Regions from separate parts of the Hordeum vulgare genome. Here region 1 is linked to region 2. The links are chromatin contacts, called in public Hi-C maps. All regions are on one chromosome and are shown on one strand. Each heading gives the region's core, a stretch centred on a gene start, on an enhancer-like site or on the middle of the called end of the contact. The rest is flanking DNA. Distances are from core to core; before and after follow the strand shown. Region 1 holds the start of LOC123444213. Region 2 holds the start of LOC123441845 (mitogen-activated protein kinase kinase kinase 18-like).

Evidence for each region. A called contact is a pair of places that touch in the nucleus more often than the background predicts.
Region 1: a contact with region 2 is called in a Hi-C map of seedling, with 4 times the contacts expected there. The contact joins the promoter of LOC123444213 here to the promoter of LOC123441845 in region 2. A contact is called at or near these places in 2 of 6 Hi-C or Micro-C datasets (leaf and seedling).

The regions. Positions count from the first base shown.
Region 1 is chr3H:451,418,317-451,422,629 of MorexV3_pseudomolecules_assembly, forward strand. LOC123444213 reads left to right here and starts at 1,951. Exons shown (of 5, transcript XM_045120864.1): 1 at 1,951-3,176; 2 at 3,815-3,895; 3 at 4,082-4,156. The coding sequence starts at 3,140.
Region 2 is chr3H:450,721,997-450,726,550 of MorexV3_pseudomolecules_assembly, forward strand. LOC123441845 (mitogen-activated protein kinase kinase kinase 18-like) reads right to left here and starts at 2,820. Exons shown (of 1, transcript XM_045118052.1): 1 at 1,330-2,820. The coding sequence starts at 2,721. The coding sequence ends at 1,330.

The sequences.
Region 1 (4,313 bases), core at 701-3,200, 700 kb after region 2:
TTAGATTGGACCCAACTAACTCCAAAACATCCAAACAGAAGGGTTAGAGTTGGTTAGATGCATCTAACCCACCCAAAAGAACTAACCAATCCAAGAGGTGCTTATTTGGGTTAGAGTTAGGTGGGGCATAGAAAAAGTTATTTTCCCCTCTACCTTCGCCACATTAAATCCTGGATAAATGGGCCAAATGATTAAAAAAAGTGCATTTATTGGTATTCTAACCCTGCCATCCAAACACTTCTTTGGTTAGAGTTAGCTTATGGTTAACCTAAAGTTATAATCTAACTCTAATCTCTAACCGAATTAGAGTATCCAAACAGGGACGTACAGATGTGGGTGGGCACGTGCATGTGGACATGTTGAGTGAAGGCCATCATAGTCCATAATAAACATGCCAACCCATTCATTGATGTTGTAGCCGAGATGAAATGGGCACTATACACAGGAAGAGACGGAGTATATTTTTGCTTATCCTGCTTGTGCGAATGTTCCTGTCAGATTTAAAAATCACATTTAAACGTTTCAAAAATTTGTAAAAAAATTAATGGTATGAGGAAATCCTTTTTCTTAAATAATTGCAACCTATTATTTATTTTTTTCGTCATGCAACCATGTCACACCATCAAGTAATGCATGTGATTATAACTTACTCCCTCTGTACCTAAATATAAGTCTATTAAGATATTTCATTAGATGTCTACATATGAAGCAAAATGAGTAAATCTATACTCTAAAATATGTCTATATACATCTGTATGTAGTTCATTAGTGAAACCTCTAGAAAGACTTATATTTAAAAACGAAGGGAGTACAATTTAAACATTAATCTATTCATACAATCATGCCACCTAATTTATTTCACTGATTTTTGTATGGACATGGACGGTTTGGAGCAAATATATGTAGGTCATCTTACACACTTTTGTGTAGACACTCTGTGGACTTCAATCCAGCAATTTTCTCTTTTTATACACCATTTTATCACGTGCTTTATATGCTTTAATATTTGAAAAATATAAGTTAAGAGCGGTTTATTTATACATTTGTTTTATTAAGATTTTCGTAACAACGCGAAGGGCATCAATAGTAGGAGTATTCATATGTTTTTTTTTTAGCTGAGTATTCATATGTTTGATCCTCCTGAAATGTGAACGAAACCGGACCTTGCTTGGTACGCGGTTGGGCCTCGGTCGAGTCAGGTCGGTCAAGTCATGCGTGACGTGAAAATCCGTGCGTCCCCACTGCAAAAGAAATAGAAACGCGTGCGCCTCCCCTCGTCTGCCTGCCACCCACCATACGTATTAACTTTTGTCAAAATCGGGTGTCAGATCTGGAGGCGCCTTATCTTCTCGCTGCCTGGATCCAAGAAACCCTAGCCGCCTCTCTCTCCTGCTCCTCTCGTCTCCTCTCAGATCTCTAACTACCATGGCCGCCGGCCCCTCCTTCCAACTGCCTGCCACCATGGATCCATGGCTCACCCTTTCTTCCACCCCACTGCCACCGTGGCCGCCGGGCTCACCCTTCCATAGCGAGATGGATATAGCCCCGCCGCATCGAGACGCATACTCGCTGGCCGGACGGCAGCAACGTACGTCCCCTCACCTGGCGGATGTCCAGATGGGAAACAGCACCGTGACGGTACGGTGGCGCTCCCGGAGACTCTCATGGCGGCCGGGGCGCGAACGTATGCCTACCTCCATCGCTTGTTCTCTCGTCTCGTGGGTGAGTCCTCTGCTAGCTCAATGAAGCAGCGCCATTAGATTCTTCTTTCATCATCTTACTCTTAAGAAAACGACTAGTATTTCTCTGCTTTCTACTCCTATCCTCACGAATCATTGCCTCAAGTGTTTCTTCTGTCTTGCAGGTTGGATCTTTATTTTATGTTATTATACACATACTTCTCATCAAGGAAAACGAATATTTTAGCGAAGAAAGCTATCACAGCTGCCGCTAGTACTTCGCATCAAGCCCTGCTAGTCCGTCTCCTGTGTGCCGAGTTTTTTTTTAATCATCGGACTATATGTATATCACCGCAGGACAAAGGAAAAAATAAATCTATGTTCGGAAGGATTTATAGGGTGTTTGGATATGTGTGATTTTTTTTCTATATATCATTACAGAGGGAGTCTCTCACATGATCCTTGAAGGATTTGAAATTCTTAGGATTTTTCCTAAGCGTTCATGCACTCTTTTATTTTTTAAGAAGAAAAATTCCAGTCCACTCAAACCTCTTTTGCATCCCTTCACTTCTTTTGTGGTGTTGTGAACACTCTTTGTTGAGTTTTTTTTTGCCACATCCCTTGGTACGATTTGTAGTATCTAAATGGGGGAGATAACAATCTATGTTATTAGCTTAGGCGCGCACTAAGCCTTTAGATGTTTAGCACTTCTCATATTTTTTTTGTGGGAAATCATTGCATTATTTTGTGTCATCTTTAGTCGACTTTTCTCACCCTTCTCGTCTAGGGCCAGAGAAATTTTCTAGCACCAGTGCTTATGCGATATACTCCCTAATCAAAATATAAGATACCCCATGGTGTAATAAAACTTCTTTGTATTTTGATATGGAAGAAGTATGTGCTAAGATTTAAAAACTTACCGACACAAGTAGTATAGTGTCCCATGTTGTGCTAAATTAAACTTAATTAGTAGTTTAGTGTCTAATGTTACGCTAAATTGATTAATCTTAAGTAGTTTATGTATTGATTTATTTAGTATTTTTTTACGAGTGCTAGTTCCAGTCAGATAATATGGTCATCTTTTGGGGATATGCGCACATGGAGTGAGTGGCTCACATAGTTTTTGTAGCAGTGATGCCCAGTCCACTCGAAATGAATGGATGGAGGCCGTCCACTCGTTCTCTGTCTCTCTCTCAAGAAAGATCCATTCAATCCATGGTCATCTTTTGTACTACTACTATGCTAGCAATAGTTTTTTCTTCTGCAATTTCATTGTTGTACGTGTATTGTTTCATGCTTGTTCTACGGGTATGGTGGTGGTCTGTTGTGATATGATGATGTTGCTCTTTATACAATTGTTTGTCCAGGTGCCTACGTCACCATCACTGCTCTGGGTTTGGTCGTGACAGGCCGTCTGCTGCTGCAATTGATTTCTTGCTTGTGAAGGTGTCTACATCTTGATGCATTTTCAACTTGATCATGACCCATCAACTATCGGTAATTGTTCAATTTCCTTGTTGTACATGTATGCATGTTTATCGGCATCTTGTTGGATTCCTTGGCTCATAGGAAAAGTATAGGAAAACGATTGGAGTATGAGACGTTTCTTTTGGTTATCTCCTTGGAAATATGGAAACTCAAATCCACTTTATACATATGTTTAAGATAACCGTGGTTAGGAGAGCGAGGTGCTTCCTTTATTAGCATAAATAACGTTCTAGCTGTACTTTTAAGTTTTGCTTTCATCTGATTTGCCTTTTATTAATATATATTCTTGTTGTTCTGTTAAGATTTTGATTTCATTAACTCCAGTGAACAAAACACATAAGATCCAAGAGTTAACGTTTCTTTGTTTGGATACATGCATTTTTTTTTGAGAATCCTACAAATCAAAATGGCCCATTTGCTTGTGAGGTTTATGTATCTGGCAAGGCCATTCTGTGCTCATCTTTTGGGGATGCGCGATGGAGTTGTTCCGCTCTCGTGGGGTAACAGTCGAAGGTCCACTATGCACTCATTATTTCTCTGGATAGAAAACATCCAATCTTGATTTCTTGTACTACGCACAAACAACAGTTTTTTCTCTTTTTTTTTGGTGCATATGTTCATCATGATCTTCGATTTTTGTTGTTCAGGAGTGTCGACAACCCACGACCTCGGCAAAATGGATTTGCTAGTGACAAGATGCCGTATGCTGCTGTCTATTTCCTGTGAAGGTGTTCATCCTGATCGCCTTGTCAATTTCCTGTATGTATTGCTTTTACTACCCCCTCCAGGCACACACAACTACGTGCACACACATTCTCTCTACATCCATAAAGATTTCTCGTACGGATGCAACAGCGCGACATCAGGGCCTTGGAAGTTGGATCATGATATGATATCTCCCTTTCCTTGTCCAGACATATGTAGGCGACCTGCAAGTCAGCGAGGACATATGATGTATTGTGTCTCGTTTCTTATGACCCATGGACTAGGTAATCGTTTTATGTTATTTCTCCTGCCAATTCCCTTTTCCACCAATCTGTTATTCTTCTTACGAAAAAGACAATTATTTCTACAAACAAGGGTAAGGACAAATAAATTAACCCAGACGTCGGCTTGTTGAAATAGACCAAAAATCCTTAGCCAAAG
Region 2 (4,554 bases), core at 1,570-4,069:
TCAAGAAGTCATCATGCTAAGGATTGAAAGGACCAGCGCACCACAACATCATCCGTCATTGATAAACAGAAACGGATATCGAAAGAGTACAACCTGTAGACACACGAATGTAGTCGAATGAAGATCGGATCCAAACAAATCCATCGAAGATAAACACCAGCCAAATTCACAAGATCCACCGTAGACACACGTTCATATGCCCTTCAGCGACAGAAGATGCACTATTAGTATAGGGCTAGACGGGAAAACCTTATTTCATCTCCGGGGAGCTGCCACAGCATCCTCTTCATGAGCACAAGACACAAACACTAAACAAGCTAAAAGCCCCCCTCCCGCCGACAAGAGCCGGGATCCACCATGCCTCCATGGTCTGAAGGCCTCGGAAGACGTGGCAGATCAGCATCGAAGCTGGTAGAAGGCGGAAAACCCTCGTCTTGGAGGAGTCTAACCTTAATTTGATCATGCATTTTAGGAGTCATGTGTTTTTTCTATTCCTACATATCAGACATGTAATTATGCAAATTCCTTTTTTTTCGCAATCATTTATTTTGCACAAGAAACCATATTCATGATGTAAGTGGACAGTTTGTTGAACGTTATGGGACTTGCCCGCATTGTCCGTATTTTCCTATATAGGATTCTATCATTGTCGAGTTAACATTTATGTGGCTTATGTGGCGTTCATGTATGGCTACAAGTTTCGCCAAGCAAACAATGGTTTGCCACGAGTTGCATCCCGCGCCGCCGCAGGAATATAAAAATGATCCACTGCATCCCTTGCGACCGCTGGAGTCTTCATGCTTGCGACATTGCTTTCGTCTCGGATTCCCATTGCGACTGCTCTGCACTTCTGCGGATCTCGTCGCCCTAATTCACTGGCGACTCTAACCAACATGCCCCGCCCCTGCCCCTTCCCGACGCCACCGCACATAGCCCGCAGGCCGCACCCGCCCACTCCGCAGTCGGTGGTAGGCAGCTGACGTGCAGCTGCAGCAGGCCGACAGCCAGTCGCCTAGCTCGACGACGACGGCGTCGAGAACGCAGGGGTTAGGATGTGAAATTGCAGTTCATGTGTTTGGAAAAAGATGCGAACAACAAATGATCAACGTTTGTATCGTGGGCTTTGGTGGGTTGTTCAATTATGCCACTTAATTTCATTAAATTTCTATGATCGCCATATGAACCTTTTTTAAGTGGATGGCATATAAGGGACAAGTGGACACCAACGCCATTTATATCCTGAAACCATATTCTATTTCTGCGTTTTTTTCCTACTAGTTCCCTGCTTTTTAAATCCTGCAAATTAAAGAGGTCCTTAGCAGCCAGCAGTTATAAAAAGAAAAAGGCAAAGATCGATAATACCCTCCATTCAGTGCAAGATAGAACGCAAACAGCATGCCACGGAAGTTGAAGACAGAAGGAAATTTGCGCAAAATCAAAATGTAATTTTCTTTCTCTGTCGCAACGACAACCAAATTTTACAGTTTCATGTCTGTGACTAACAGTGATCCACAATTGTCTGTCAGTAGCTACATTCACACTCAAATCTCTCTCGTACCCATCGAAATAATGCGCTCCATCCACATTCCGCACAAGGCCGTACCACCTACTGGCATCCGCATCAGCGAAATGGACATCAACCTCGGCTTCCAATCCTTCTTCACTCCAAGGGCCGAAATCTGCGCCGGCGATCTCCGCGGCCGTCGCAGTTTCTGAAGGTTCGGAGCGTTCGCCGTGCACGTCGATCCAGCCATCATCGGAGTCCCAGTCTGGCAAGGCCGAGCATGGGCTCGCCAGGGAGCCGATCCTCTCGGCCGCGCTCGTCAGCGTGTCCTCTGTTTCGCTCTCCTCGTCGTCCGACTCCCAGAATTCCGCGTTGAGTGTGCTCTTCGGGGACACCCAGTCCTGCTTCGCCGGCTCCGCGTCGCCGTAGTCGCGGAAGGCGGACGCGAGGAACGGGTGCTCCAGGAGCTCCGCGGCGGTGGGCCGGTGGCGGGGGTTTCTTGCCAAGCACTTGCGGAGGAAGTCCTTGGCCTGCGGCGACAGCGAGGCGGGAAGCTCGGGGACGGCGTCAGTGTATCCGATCCGGTGGACCACCGCGAAGACGTCGTCCATGTCGCCCCACGGGGCGCGGCCGGTGGCCATCTCGATGACGGTGCAGCCGAGCGCCCACACGTCGGCCGCCCGGCCCTGCTCCTCCCCGCGCGCCACCTCCGGCGCCATGAACGCAGGGGTGCCGGCGATCGCCCGGTCGGAACCCGCCGCCCTCGCGCACCCGAAGTCCGCGAGCTTGGCTCGCCCGTCGGCGCCGACCATGACGTTCCTCGCCTTGACGTCCCCGTGCACCAGCGAGTTCCCGTGGAGGTAAGCCAGCCCGCTGGCCACGTCCGCCGCGTACCCCTGGATGGCGCGCTCCGCGAGGCTCCCGCCGCTCCTGGCGGCCTCGTCGGCGAGCGAGCCGCGCGGCGCGAACTCGAGGAAGAGCTGGTACTCGCCGCCGGCCGCGGCGCGGGAGCCGAGGCACGGGACGACGTGCGGGGAGCAGAGCCCGGCCATGACGCGGCCCTCGCGCCGCAGCGTGTCGGCCGCGCCGGCGCCGGCCGACTTGACAGCCAGCAGCTGGCCGGAGGCGTCGTCGGAGGCGAGCCAGACGACGGCGCCGGACGCGCCGCGCCCGAGCGTGCGGAGCCGCCTGAGCTGCTTCGCCGCCGTGGCGTCCATTCCGATCGAGCGTTCTGAGCAGGGGAGGGAGGATTCGACCCTGGGTCGGGCGTTGGGTGCTGCGTGGGGTTGGACGTGTGAATTGTGAGCGATGAGCCTGTGGACGAAGGGAGCGGGAGCGGGAGCGGGAGCGTATTTATTTGTATGGCCACCCGCTTTGGCTGCCTGCGATGCGTGGGAAACGTGCGGGAGAGGGGGAAAGAGAGCGAGTCGCGTGGGGCGTGTGCTTCGTGCGTAGCCCCCCAGTCAACGCCAAGGGGACGGCGTAACGAGCTTTTAGCCGCTGCTCATGCTCATGCTCATGGTCAAATTCTGCGCGGTAGATGGGATTTCCGACCTCTCTTTTCTTGGCCCTGCATGCCTAATCGGGGAATGAGGCGCGAATATTCTATGCACGTTTTGGATCACTCCCAAAGCCAGTGCGGTCTCTGAACTAGTAGGAGTATACCAGTTGCCATTCCTCCAATGCTGTGCTATAATCTTTTGGGCTGTCAAATTAACTGCACCCACTGTGATGTTGTCCATAAGGCAAGGCCAGTGGTGGCGGCTACGGGGATCGTTCTGCTTTCCGATACCACGAGTCTATGTTCAGATGAATGTGCACGACCAGCGCAGGGAGTGACGCAAGGCTCGGGCTGCGAGGTGCCAAAAACAAGTTCAGGAATCAGTAGGGTTGCTTCGCCCTTCGCAGCCGGGAGCTGACCACCTACCCACACGGCCACACCGGCCTTCTGCTCGCGACTCGGCTCACCGGTCTCACTTGGCTGGAGCGGTCCGGTCTTCTCAACAAGTCAACCAGTGCACACATTCTGTCATCCTGAAGGTTTCTCCACGCTAAATCTTCGACTTGTCTTTGCTCCACCCGGCCGGGCAAAAGAAGGGAAGAAAGTTCGACTTCCAAGTTCCAATGCATGCCTAGAATCAGTTCCATCTCAATGTTAAATTTCAGGACATTTCAAAACTTCATTACTATTGATTATCACAATATTGCAAACTTATCTAGTTTTCTTCTGGTATGCCATGCAATAAAGGAATCCAATATGTCGACCGTTGAGATAAATATGAGTTATTACATTGTGAGAAGAACAATTATCTGACTATAAATTTTATTTATTGAATTTAAAATTTTAAAAACATACATACGCAGGTCTGCAGAAGATAAATTTGGACAGATCAAATTCCATATTTGTTCATTCTAGTGTATTTCCCCTGAATTGTGATCCATTTCAGCGGCAACTAATATGGATCTAAGGGGTATACGCATTGTTTTCCTGTATGAAGTTTTCTTATATACAACAAAAGTGTTTTTTTGCAAGGTACAACAAAAGTTTTTCCTCTTATTTCCACCCCCTTCATTATTTTTCAAAAAAGAGTTTATTGTCATGTTCCTTGGTTGAGGCTCTCTCCCTTCTCTTTCTCCATCCAAACTCTCTAATCATCTCATCAAATATGCATATGCCAACCACGCCATTCCCCAAGTCAGTCAGTACCCTGCACTACAGCCAACTCTAAGAACTTTGCCAAAACATTTCCTCAAAAAAAAGTCTCCCAAAACATCACCTCGGTCCTCGCTAATGTTATTAGGTTGGTCGTAATGGTAGTACTCCCTCCGTCACAGTTTATAAGGCATGCACGTGTATCTAGGTTGTCATTTTGACTTATATAAAATATATTGTATAACATAAAAATTATATCATTAGAAAATAGAACATCTAAAGTTTTTAATGATATATATTTTGTAATATATGCCCTTCATTAAGTTGATCAAATTGATGACCTAGATACACGTGCCGGACTTATAAGCTGACATGAAGGGAGTACTATAGCTAGTAT